2 separate regions of the Sus scrofa genome follow, and region 2 is linked to region 1. The links are chromatin contacts, called in public promoter capture Hi-C maps. All regions are on one chromosome and are shown on one strand. The core of a region is the stretch at or near the end of the contact, and the rest is flanking DNA. Distances in the headings are between cores, read along the strand shown. Region 1 holds the start of COPS9 (COP9 signalosome complex subunit 9). Region 2 holds the start of GPC1 (glypican-1).

Region 1 (6,662 bases), core at 582-3,081:
CCCTCCCCTTTTCAATAAACACCTGCCACTGCCCCCAGTGGCACCACTTCTGTGTAAACCTCGAGAAGAGGGCTCAGCGCCCTACTGGCCGTCGTCACAGAGGCCCGGCTGTGCGCAAAACTGAGCCCGGCGATCTCTCTGCTCTGAGACGCTCCCTGCCGTGAGACGTGAACCACTTCCCTCGCGAAACCAACCTGCGGACCGGGGCTCTGGCAGCCATAAAACAATGCCATGGCCAGACGCGGGCGATCTGATGAGCGGTTTGAGGCACTTAACGTCACTCCGTGACGGGTGACCAGAGTCCTTTGGTGGCGGCACCCTGGACGCCCGGCCCACAGGTTCCTGCTGCTACCATGACCCCCAGCATCCCCAAGGCTGTGGGCTCCGCCTCTTCCTGGCTGGAATAGCTGAGCACCTCTGGGTCCCCTCTCACAGCTGCTCTGAGCAACCAGAACTCTCAGGGCCTCCCTCCCCCGCCCACCCCACAGCAAGCCATGCAGACCCCGCCAGGGACGGCCGGTGGAGCTTGTCCCCACTCCCACCTGAGGGGTCGCCTTCATTCGTCTGCATGGTGCCACTCTCCCACCCCCAAGCTCTCCTGAGCGACCGTCCTGCAAACCCGTCAGAGATCATCACGCCCCACTGCAAGGCCCCGGGTGACACCCCCCACCCCAGCCCCGGGGCCTAGAGCAGGGACTGTAACACAGGACTGAGAAGCAGGGGGTTAGTGGAAGTGCCTGAGTGGAGAGGAGACCCACCCGTCCCAGCGCAGCCACCCCTGCCCCCTTCCCCAGCTCCATCCCGTTCTCTCTCCAGGCACCTGAGGAGCCTCCGTGTTAAATCACAGGGCCTTCCTTCCCTTAGACCCCTTCAGGGTGGCTCCTTCCAGGCCTTCTCCCCCCAGCACGGCTTCAGGATGCGGCTGCAGTCAGCTGCTCTCCTAAGCCCTTGCTGGGTCACCCCAAAGCCCCCGGGGGCTTCCATCGACCTGCACCGCCAACCTTCTCCCATGCTTCGTACTTGCAGGCCGCCTTTCTCTGTCCCACCATGAGCTCCAGGGGAACACAGGCTGGGTCTGTCCCCCACCCCCTGAGCTTTGAGAGAGAAATCCAGGCCCTGACGCCGAGCAGCTGGCCGGACACGCCGAGCTCACTGAGCACCAACACCGGACAGGAACGCCCCGTGACCACAGGATGGGGTAAACGAAAACGCAGGACCACTTCACAACGCCGGTCACAGCGGGAGGAGAGCGGGCACCGCAGGGGGCACGTACCTGCCAAACGGCCTCTCCTCCGCCTCCCAGGCTGGCGGCCGCTTCTCGCCCAAGTGCCGCGCGCCAGCCGGGCTCTGGTCTCCCCTCCTTCCAGACGCCCCACTAGGGGCTCACTCCCACCGCCCGACTGCAGGCAACTCCGAGCGGGCCCACCTCCACCTCCACCGCCTGACAGGAGCTCAACCCGGTCCCCAGGGTCTCCCCCGGGCGTCCCTGCGGGTCCTCACCGCAACCCCGGCCGCAGACATCCCGGCCCCAATTCTCCCTTAGAGGAAGGAACCGCGGGAGCGCGAGCGGGCCGCGCAGGCCGCCTCCTCCTCTCGCCCCGGACCCGGCGCGCCCGAGAACAGGCCCTGGCTTCGCCGCCCGCCCGCCCGCCCGCCGCCCGGCGCCGCCCGCCTCACCTCGTCCAGGTCCACGTAGGGACCTGCGCCCTCGGGAAACATCTCGTCCACCGCCGGCTTCATCTCCTCCTGCAGCCCCGGGCGTTCCCGATCCACTTCCGGCCCGCCGACGGCCTCTTCCGGTGCACGCCTTGCGTGGCAAGTCTAGACGCAGGAGGGCCGCAGACTCTATGGTTTCCTCTCGCCCTCTGGTCAGTCTAGACTCCGGAGGACCTTCAACTCTATGGTTCGCTCCTCCGTTCTTCTTTACCCGCAGGGCTGGCCCTGGTCCAGGCCGGTGGGGAAAGGGTTTCGTCTGCCTGTCAGCACACGAGGGAAGCTGCTCAATGACTTTACGGTGGCCCGTGGCCACAGTTTAGCCCTAAGGGCCTGGCACAGACAGGTGCCCAAGAAGTACCTATTAAAGGAGGTGAGTGGCTAACGGGGTGAAAAGGCAACTCGCAGAATGGGAGAAAATATTGTAAACCATATGTCTGATAAGGAGTTAATATTCCAGAATGTATAGAGACTTCCTAAAGTGCAACAACGAAAAAAACAGGGAGTCTGATTGAAAAATAGACTTGAATAGACGTTTCTCAGAGCAGATGCATAAATGGCCAGGAAACCCATGAAAAGATGCTCCACATTACTGATCCTTAAAGGAATGCAAACCAAACAGCACCGAGACACCGCCCACACCATCAGGATGGCCGCTGTCAAAACCCCAGAAAACAGCAAACGCTGGCAAGGAGGGGGGGTGATTGGAAGCCCTGTGCACTGTTGGCTGGACTGTAAGATGGTACAATGTGGAGGTTCCTCAAAAATTAAGCATGGATTTACTTATAGATTATAGTAAATAAACTTACAGAAGCATAGATGCCACTTCTGGGTATGTATCCAAATTGAAACCAGGGTCTCCAGGAGATATCTGTAGACCCATGCTCACAGCAGCGTTCTTCACGATGGCCAAAATGTGGAAGCAGCTGGGGAAGGTGTCCATCAGCGTCCGAATGGTTGAGCAAAATGTGGTCCATCCATACTAGGGAATGTTATTCAGCCTTTAAAAGGAAGGGAATTCTGCCACATGCTGCAATGTGGATGAACCCTGCAGCCATTACGCTTAGGGAAATCACCAAAAGACAGATACTGTACAGTTCCACCTGCAGGAGATACCAGAGGAACCAAATTCATAGGCAGAAAGTAGAATGGGGCTGCAGGAGGGGAGTGAGTGTGTAATGGGGAGAGTTTCAGGTGGGGAGGATGAAGTCGTCCGGAGTTGATTGTGCCGCCATGGTAATGATGGGTACGCTCACTGCCCCTCAAAAACAGTCAGGAGAGTGTGTTTTCGGTTATATGTATTGTATTATATGTTTTCTAAGAAGAATGTGAATGTGCGAGAATGGAGGGCGGCAGGGGTAGGGAACACTTTTAGACTTAGGTAGGCTTGGGGGCTGGGCTGCCAGATAAGTGGGGGTGGGGGAGGGAAGGATGGCTCCCGGGAGCGAGGAAATGCTGAGCAGGGATTGGGGCCAGGGTGGGGTGGACAGCACAGGGCCCAGGGAGAAGGGAAAACTGACTGAACACGTGTGTGAGCCTCTGATGTCACCCTGACATGAGCCACAAGGGCAAGTCAGACCAATGCAGCCGGAGTCCATGCTACCATCAGGCTCCTCTTCTGAGCAGTCTCAAAGCTCAGGGGCCCCATTCCCACGGAGGGGTGAGGTCTCCAGGATAGCAGGGCGCAGGGCCACCCCCAGGGGACACTGATGTTGACGGAGGGGCAGGCCCAGGTGTGGTGAGGCCACGAAGGTGGAGGGACAGGGACAGATGGGGGCCCCAGAGAGCACCAGGGCATGGCGGCCGTCCCTGGGTGATCACATCCAGCCCGCGCCCCTGAGAGTCAAAGAGCCCTGCTTGGGACTCCACAGGGACAAGAGGTGTGGACAAAGAATGAACCCTGCCGCCCAGTGAGCAAAGGACGCTGTGTCCATCACGCCATCAGCCACTGCAGCCGCCCCTGCTTCTGCACGCATAGGATGGAGAAGCACAGGACGCTGGCCCCAGAGAGCTGAGGTGCACGTCAAAGGAATGATTTCCGTGCGCCCCGACTCGGGCATCTTCCCAGACACAGAAAAGCACTACATTCACTAACTTGAATGTCCAGTTTTCTTTCATTATGAGTAATCTTTTTTTTTTTCTTCTTAGGGCCGCACCCACATCATGTGGAAGTTCCCAGGCTAGGGGTTGAATCAGAGCTACAGCTGCCGGCCTGCACCACAGCCACAGCCACATGGGCTCCAAGCCTCATCTGCGACCTACATCACAGCTCATGACAACGCCGGATCCTTAACCCACAGAGCGAGGCCAGGGAGCGAACCCTCATCCTCATTGATACTAGTTGGGTTCGTTTCCACTGAGCCACAATGGGAACCCCCTAGCAGTAATCTTTTAAGGTTCTGACTACCGGTTGGGGGGGGGGGGGGTGGTTTTTGCAAAAACTTGTATAAATCCTGGCTCCTCCCTGACCTCTTTAGAGCCATCCCTAGAGGTATCCGAGAGGCTGCCTCCTGGGCTTAAGCTCCTCTTAAGTCTCCCAAATAAAACATAATCTTCAACTTGCAGGTTGTGCACTTTTTCCAGTCGACAAGACAGGGGCATTGACAGCCGGGTATGGCTGGCCTGTGGTCCCCCAGGCCATCAGTGACCCAAGCAGTGGCCGTGGGTGGTGCTTGACGGCGGTGAGGACTCCACAGTGGAGCCAGGAGGGGTGCAGCGGGCTGAGGACATGGGACAGGAAGAGGAGGGGTCCCCCACCAGATCTGGCGGGAGGGAGACCAGGAGGGGCTCGTAGAAGAGAGCTAAGCCTGGAGGGTCACAGCCGGGTGTGAACCCCAATCACAAAGCCAGGTGCCCCCGGGGCTCCGGGGCAGGCAGGCAGCGTGTCTGTAGAGGGTCACTTGGGGTGGGGGTTTCTTCTGAGAAAAGAGGGAGGGCAGCCGGGCCTCTCAAGACACATAATACAGCCGTGGGTCCGGGCAGCTGTGGGTGGGTCCGAGGTGGGGGCATCCAGGGGCTTCCGATGAAGGCACACAGAATGTGGTCCACTGGGCAGCCCAGGAGGCAGTGGGGAGGGGACCGCCGTTCTCCAATGCTTGACACATCTGTGAGCCTGAAAATCCACACGGCATGTAAACATCCCCCCCACACAGGCGCACACACGAATTAACACGCGGGTCAACTGTCTGGAGGGTGGGGGCACCTCTGTCTGGTACGTTTGGTTGAGGCCCAGCTGCCCCAGTGGGCTGTCATGTGAGTCGGAACTTATTTTTGCAGTTAACTTACACAGAAACCAAGTTCAAGGGGTAAAGAGACAAAGCATGCATTGGTCTCTCCCTGAGCCACTGGCTGGGCCCACAGATTCCTCCTCCTGAGGCTCCGATGCAGGCAGGGACCCAGCTCGCCAGCCGCAGGAGGTGGAGGCGGAGGTGGGGGCAGGAAGCCCAGCTGGACGGCTGCAGCCACTGGGCAGCCACAGGAGGCACAAAGGACACTGCCTGGGCACCATGGCCACCTCTCCCTTCCCAAGTTCCTGCAGCCGGGCTGGGTCTCTGTGCCAGGGTCCCTCCCGGGAGAGTCCCCTGTCCCTGCTCTGAAAACTCTCAGAATAACCCCGCTATTGCTTGAGAAAACTCGCGGGGATCTGGCCCCTGCAGCAGAAACTGCCTCCCTCACCTTCCAGGCCGGCCCGCAGACCCTCAGACAAAATCCATTCCCTCCACGTGTTCCCACCAATCACAAGGCGCAGACACCTTTCACAAAACCTGACGTACTTCTCCCTGTGTGTAACACAGGGGAGTTAGTGGCTAGTCAAACACTAGTGTCAGGAGCTCCCGTCGTGGTGCAGTGGAAACGAATCCGACTAGGCACCATGAGGTTGTGGGTTTGATTCCTGGCCTCGCCCAGTGGGTTAAGGATCTGGCGCTGCCGTGAGCTATGGTGTAGGTCACAGGCGCGGCTGGGATTCTGCACGGCTGTGGCTCTGGCGTGGGCTGGCGGCTGTATCTCCGATTCAGCCCCTAGCCTGGAAACCTCCATATGCCGCGGGTGCAGCCCTAAAAGGCAAAAATAAATAAATTAAATAAATAGATAAATACCAATGCAAGTGTCAACAGTTACATAGGAAGCATGATCTATTATTTCATTTGAAAAGAAAAGCTGGTTTTTCATTAAACCAATTCAATCACCGTCTGATAGAGGGGTGTCCTGCAGCTTGCACACCCTGGCCATGGGGGTCCCCACTGTGAAGTGCCCTCCCAGGGCAGGAGGCTGGTGCCTGAGACCCTGTCCAAGCTGCCGGCACCTCCTTCCTCTCCAAGGTGCCAGGGCGGGCCACCCCACTCCCCCCATGTCCCCAAGCCTGCCGCCCTGGCCTTGCGGTTTCAGGGGCCTCTGCTTGCAGACCCAGTGCCCAGGCCTCCGCGATCATCGCAGACAGACTCCTGGTGCCCTGGTGTGAGCCGAGCGTGGGGTGACACCCGGGCAGGGCCTCTAGTCCCGGTGGCTGCTGCCCAGGTCCGAGGCCAAGGGCAGGATGGGATCTGGGTCCCGTCAAAGTGCCAGGCAGTTGCCTGGCGTCTGTTCGCCTCCATTTCCCCACCGACACTCTGGGGCACCCTCCCAGGGTCATGGGCTCAGGGAAGAGCCAAAGCAGGTGCTCTGGGGACAGAAACGGCGCACAAGCCTGTTCGGGAAGAGTTCCCTGCAGGCAGAAGGGCGGCTGATCGTCAAATGGGAGAGCAGGTGGAGCGGAGTGGAGCTGCCCCTCGAAAGAAAACCGCGAAAACCACCTCGTGTGCCAAGCTCTTAAGTCCGGCGTTTATTGAGTGCGGGGTCTGCCCGACTCCCTCAGGGTGGGGCCCCCGCCCTCGTCACTCCGCCGCCCTGACGTCACTCCTCCCGGTAGGGGGCGTGGAAGCCCAGGGTGGTCCCCAGGGGGAAGTGGGCGA
Region 2 (6,335 bases), core at 1,579-4,078, 190 kb after region 1:
TCCCAAAGGCCCAGACCAAGTCATGCCTCCTCGACCAAAGGGCATCCCTCCCCTGGGCTGTCTGGATGGACGGTGCTACATCTGGACGGCAGGGCCCAGCAGTACCTGGGGCCTGGCAGAGGCAGCTGTCCAGGAGCAGCGCAATCCTGACAGCCGGCCCGGGCGCAGCTCCTCCGCTCAGAAATGGTGTCCCTGTCAACGCAAGCACTCCCCCGGGGTGGGGACAAGGAAGGAGGCTCTGTCCCCAGGCAACTGGAGGGAAGAGAGGGAAGGAACGCCCCCCTTCCAGGCCCCAGACCCCCGCAACGCTCACCTATGGCAGAGCCGCTGGAGCCCTGAACACCTAGCCGTTGGCTGCCCCCAAATCCTGACCCCTGCCCCTAGGCATCAAGGTCCCTTGGCAGGTGCCAGCCCCACCCAGAGCTGGAAATACAGTGGTACCTGCTGTCCCTCTGGGCCACACGCCAACGCCAAGGCGGGGCCCCGGTCACAGCCCCCTCCCTGGGCTCCACAGGAGCCGGGTCCACGCGGTCACGGAGCAGCAGCTAAACCCACACAGGCCCAGCCAGACATCGCTCCTACACCCTCACAGGAGAAGCAAGCCGAGCCACATGCCGCGTCCGGAAGCACGCGGCTGACAGGTGGTGGGGCTGGGGTCTGAGTCAGGTCTGCTCCTTTCCCGCCAGGACAGGACCAGAGGGCCAGCTAGAGCCGGCTACCGAGGGGGGGCCTTCGCTTTCTGTCACTTTCCATGAAATGTCCTGCCGACAGAAAGCTGGAGAGAAACTGCACCTGCAGGGAGGCACCCCCATCCCTCCGCCCCAGCCCCGGCTGGACCCTGGCCTCCCCTCCAGCCCCTCAAGCCCACGGAGCCTGGGCGTGCTTCAAGCCACCCCATGTGGACGAGACCAAGGGGGCCACAGCCAGAGCTCCGCACCCAGTGTTCCTCCGTTACCTTCCAGAGGGACACCGAGCCCCCCCGACCACCTCCCCTGGGCGTCTTGGCCGTGAGAGCTCGGGACCCAGCTGGGGACCAAGCATGTCTCCCACGAGGGTCCTGCCCTCTGCGGGGAAATACACGGGGCCCTGGCGGGCAGTGGGAAAGATTTCTCTGGGGATGGAGTCTCCACACACCCGGGAAGGGCCCAGGCAGGGCTGTGCCCATGACCACCGCATCCTGGGAAGCTGCCTTGTAAGCACAGCACGTGGACATGCCAGCCGCCCTGCTTTCTGGGGGCCTGGAAACGCGCAGGACGCTGGCCCCACCCTAAGGAACCCCCCAGTCCCGCAGGATTAAAAGGAGGCAACAGACCCAAAAAACAACAACTACAGTAAGGTCAGGAGACTCTCCTGCCTCAAGCCAGGTTTAAGCCCCAGCCTGGCCCCTGCCCGACCCAGAAGCACGTGGCTGGAGGTGAGCTTCTAGAGGGCAGGGTGGGGGCCAGGTGTCCTGACCCAGGCGGGGCAGGTATCTGGACAGCCATGCCCGGCCCAGGCAAGCAGGAGCAGGCCTGCCTGAGAGCTGCCGGGGTCTGTGAGTCACCAGTGTGACGAGGTGGCAGGTGCTTAGGGAGGCCAGAGGTCTGCTCCCTCCACTGGGTCCTCGCTGCGGCTTCTCTCACCGTGACAGGGGCTCTGGGTGAGAAGCCTTTCCTGGGAGGCAGGGCAGATGGGAGCCCAAGCCCCCTCTGGAGCTGCTGAGCCCACAGCTCAGGGAGTCCCAGGGCAGGGATGGAGCCCTCTCTCCTGCCGCCTCCCCCAGCCCCCAGGGGGTGAAACCGGAACCCCCAGGTTCAAGGTGGGGACACTCTTGCTGGAACATGGTGATCATTTTGGGGTCCTCTTCCAAGGGGGCCCATCTCGGCCCATTAGGCATCCGGGCTCAGGGCCTGGCGGTGTCTGGGGCCTTTGCCCACATGACCGGAGAGCGGCCAGAAGCCGAGAAGCCCTCCGGACACCGCCGCCCTGCTTCTCACCTCCCTTCTCACAGACACCCCCACCCCACCCCCACTCCACGCTGCTGCTACCCGCCCTGTCCACCCCCTCCTGGTCCCGGGCCAGCGTCACTCAGCTGGTCGCTGGACACGCTCTAGGTCACGCTCTCCCCAACCCCCAGCAATCTGACCTGTTGTCGGCCCGACCCCCTCCCTTCCCCAACAGGTCACCTGCCACCGCCCAGAGGCTCAGGCCAACAGACAAGCTTCCGCCCCCCTCGCTCGCTTCTTGAGCATCCCAAGAGTCACGTGGAGGGAACAAAAAACCGGCTGACATCTCCAACAACTAAGCCATTGGTCGCCTCGACGCAGGGCTGGGAGAGCACAAGGTCTGGTCCCTGGGCTAGTTTCCCGCGTACAGCCCCCCCCGCCGCCCCCCCAACAAAATCAAGTGTGAGAGCTGGAGGCGGCTGAGACCGGCGCGGGGCCAGTAAAGGGTGCGATCTAGGTGCGGGCGGTGGATCGAGAGGCCCGAGGCTGCGGGAGCCGACAGGCGCGGCGCGCTGCCAGGGTGCAGGAAGGCAGGGCCCGAGCGGAGAAGGGGGACGGGGGGAGGGATGCCGATTTCGGCTGGGGGCGGGGAAGCCCCTGATAGGCGCGCGGCAGGCGTGATGTCACGTCCGGCGGGGGAAGCCCTGCCTCAGCACCCCCGCCCCCGCCCCCACAGGTGGTGCCGCCGCCCCGGGCGCTGGGCGTGGGGGGCGCGCCCTCCGGGACCCCAGCCGCGGCCCGCGCGCTCCCGGCCACCCAGCTTCCCTCCAGCAGTCGACGGATCGGCGCGAGCCAGGCGGTCCCCCGGGCCCGGGGAGCGGGAGGGGCGCCCGGTGCGCCCCGGATCGCGCCCCCGCGCCGCGCCGCGCCGCGCCCCGCCCCGCCCCGCGCGCCCCGCCCCGCCCCGCGCGCCCCTCCCCGCCCCTCTCCCGGGCCGCCGAGGGGCCGGGCCGGGACTGCGCGCTCGCCCGCCGCGCTCTGGGCCGCCCGAGCGAGCGGCCGGTCCTCGCGCCCCGCGCGCCCCGCGCCCCGCCGCCGCCGGCTTTTGTTGTCTCCTCCTCCCCTGCGGCCGGCGCCTCTGGACCGCGAGCCGAGTGCGCCGGGACCTTGGCTCTGCCCTTCGCGGGCCGGGGCTGCGCGGGCCCGGCCGGGGGCGCCGCCGGCCCCGCCATGGAGCTCCGGGCCCGAGGCTGGTGGCTGCTGTGCGCGGCCGCCGCGCTGGCCGCCTGCGCTCGCGGGGACCCTGCCAGCAAGAGTCGGAGCTGCGGCGAAGTCCGCCAGATCTACGGGGCCAAGGGCTTCAGCCTGAGCGACGTGCCCCAGGCGGAGATCTCGGGTGAGTGACCCGGCGCGCCCGGGGCTCCCCTGCGCCCCCTCCTCTCTCCCGCTCCGCGCTGATCCGCCCCCCGCCGCCCTCCCTCCGCCCAAGTCTCCGCGGCACCTCTCGATGGTCCCCGCGCCCCCAACACGCACCCCGGCCCCTTCCCGGCGGGGCTGTCCTCGCCGGGCAGTGGACCGGGCGGTCCCCAGCTCGGCGCGTCCTCCCGGGCAGGCAGGACTGAGCGGCGGGGCCGGCTGTCGGGGGGCAGCTGGCGGTGGCCACGGGCGACGGACTCCCACCGGCTGTGAGGGCCTCTCCGGGAAGCGCCTCGGGTCGCGCCGGGGGTTCCCGGGGTCTGCAGCTAAGGCAGCCTGGGCGCCGGCGAGGTGGGGAGCGAGCTGGGCGCTGGTGGGGCGGGAGCGGGGGGAGAAGGCGGAGGGGCACGACCTCTGCCACCGGGAGCGGAACGCCGGCTCGCAGGGATCCCTGCCGAGGAACTTGTGCTTGCCTGGCACTCCGGGCGCCTCCGGCGGGGAGTCCAGCTGCAGGTGGTCGGCGCCTTGGATCCCGCCCAGGGGCCATGTCATTTCTTTGTAAGAACATCGCCGTCCCAGGCGGCCTCAGCCCTGCAGCTGCCTGCAGTCCTGCCCACACCCTCCCTGCGGGCCTCTGAGGAGCTTTAGGGACAGAAGCGAGGGGAGGGGGTGGGGCACAGTGTCCTAAGAATTTCTCAAACCCCCCCAGGCTTCTTGCTCAAACTGCAAACATGTCCAGAAGCACACTAGATCTGCGCGTCTGTGCAGGGTGCCTGGGACTCAGTGGACGAGAGCGGACCAGGTTCCTGCCCTGAGGGACTGACTCCTCCCAAACTGGGGGTGGTGGCAGGGCTACCCTCAAGTGGTGACACGGGGGACATGGAATGACCATGGCCACAGGGATTCTGGATGAGAGGAGTGTGAGGGGCAGGTCCATGGCCATGCCTTGCTGGAGAATGGGGGTCGGGGCAGGGGGACAATCAGGCCCTGGACCCCTGCCCCCAGAAGGGCAGAACCCACGGCAGGCGCCTTAAGAGATTCCTGGACAGCCCACTGCCTGAGGCTCCAGAGAAACTTCCTCTCAAGGCCCCCCCCGCGCAGGCCTTCCTGCGCCTCTGCTGACTGAGCCCTGTCTTTAGGGCTGCCACCCTCCCAGGGGACAGGTCTGGTGGGCACATCTGGGTGCCCGAGGCAAGCGTGAGGCCCCCTGCACAGTTCGATTCCTGCCCCTCCCCCACTCAGCCCCACAGAGGAGCTGGGGGACCCCTGGCCTTTCCGGTGAATCTCTCCTGGACCCGGGGGTCTGCGGGCTGCTGAGCAGCTGCCCAGCTGCCCCACCCACCCTGATCTCGGACAGCACTCCCCCAGGGTCCCCTGGACCCCACAGCCCTCCTTCAGACGCCCGCTCCCACTCGGCCCCCTAAACTCGATGGCATCCCCAGGCCTCTGTCCCACTTAGGCTGAGACAGAGCGGCTGAGTTTGGGCGGCCGCCAAGGGCTGGGCTAGAGCAGGGCAGGCTGGAGAAAGTGACGTGGGGCTGGCAGGGACGCTGGGCCCTGGCCCCCTTGGGTTGGAGGGTGCTGCGGGTTAGGGACCCAGGACCAGCGAGACGCTTTGCTGTGGGTGAGATATGGGGGGGCGCGGTGCTGCTCAGCCGGCTGGGAGTTTGGCTGCCCAGCAGTGGCCCAAGCATCACGCCAGCCAGGGCTTCGAGGGCCACACACGCACACACACACACCCCCACCCCAGCCTGGACTGCGCACCGTCCCTGCCCGGGCCCCGTGGCCCCCTCACCCCTGCTCCAGGGGCTTCTGGGGAGCTGCTCTCCCCTCTGGCTGCACCCCCCCCCATGAACAGCTGAATTCGAGAGCACCTTGCCCGGTCCAGGCACCGAGGAGCGGGCCAGCCCCACGTGGGTGAAGGAAGCAGGGTGACCTCCCAGGCAGTGGCCAGTCCCGTGCCCTCCTGCGCTGGGCAGCTCGGCTTGGCCTCCGTGGACGGCGCGCCCTCTGGTGGCCCCGCGGTGGCACACTGCTCTAGGGAGCCCGGCCTCCCCGCCTCGCTGCTGCAGGCCCAGCGGCCGCTCCTCTCCAGCACGGGGACCCCTAGGGGTGGACGCGGGGTGAGAGTCCGGCCTGGGCCAGCTGCGGGGGTGGCGGCTGGGAGGGAGGGCGGCCCTGGTCTCAGGGTGGTCTTTCCACCTCTGCCTGCCCCACGGAGTGGCACCAGGGTGGGCTCATGAAAGACGACCCGTCCCCGCGCGCGGGGCTCCCCTTCAGGACTTGGAGCAGTTTTTTGGATGGCTGGCCAGGCCTGGCGGTGGTGAAGGCAGCAGACGGCCCATTTTACAGTGAGGCGGCCTGGGAGGCTGCAGTGGGCAGGCCACGGAGGCCACACACCTCAGGTCACCTCCCTCCAGCCAGAGCACCGCACGGAAAGTGAGGGCCAAGCCCACCCCGGAGGCTGGCCGAGCTGGGGAAAGACCCAGCCCCTGCTGCTTCCCCCCCTCCCTCTTTCCCTCTCTCCATCTCTCTCCCTCCCTCTCTCTCTCCATCTCTCTCTCTCCTTCTCTCTCTCCCTCTTTCTCTCTCCCTCTCTCTCTCTCTCTCCCTCTCTCTCTCTCACCCACACACACATGCACACTGGCCGTTTTCCTGCCTCTGCCTGTGGGGTTGCTTCTGGTCCCCAGATGTATCCTGAGCACCTGCTGGGCCTGCTGACCCTTGACCTGGTTTGTTGCGTATCCCTCTGACCCCCACCGAGGTCCTGGGGCAGAGACCCCCCTCTGGGGTCGCCTCAGAACGTGGCCTGCTTCCTGGCACAAAGCGGGTTCTCAGTCAGCTCTTACTGGGGGAGCCATACGTGTCCCGCCTCATGCCAGGCCGTGTAGGGGGAGGGGCGGAGGAAGACGGAGGCCTGGGCAGAGGAGGGGTTGGGGCACCTGGCACTGGGGGTTGGAGGTCAGAGGGGCTCCTGGGGCTGTCGGCGTAACA

What was found. Promoter capture Hi-C pulls out the DNA fragments that hold promoters and counts their contacts.
Region 2: a promoter capture Hi-C map of fetal skeletal muscle shows a contact between it and region 1, with 4 times the contacts expected there. The contact joins the promoter of GPC1 here to the promoter of COPS9 in region 1. A contact is called at or near these places in 1 of 5 promoter capture datasets (fetal skeletal muscle), 3 of 47 Hi-C or Micro-C datasets (brain, embryonic fibroblasts and skeletal muscle) and 1 of 2 datasets of contacts at active chromatin or transcription factors (skeletal muscle).

Annotation. Positions count from the first base shown.
Region 1 is chr15:139,262,421-139,269,082 of Sscrofa11.1, forward strand. COPS9 (COP9 signalosome complex subunit 9) reads right to left here and starts at 1,832. Exons shown (of 3, transcript XM_003359706.4): 1 at 1,678-1,832. The coding sequence starts at 1,740. OTOS (otospiralin) reads right to left here. Exons shown (of 4, transcript XM_021075465.1): 4 at 6,510-6,662. The coding sequence ends at 6,604.
Region 2 is chr15:139,455,038-139,461,372 of Sscrofa11.1, forward strand. GPC1 (glypican-1) reads left to right here and starts at 2,829. Exons shown (of 9, transcript XM_021075944.1): 1 at 2,829-3,321. The coding sequence starts at 3,156.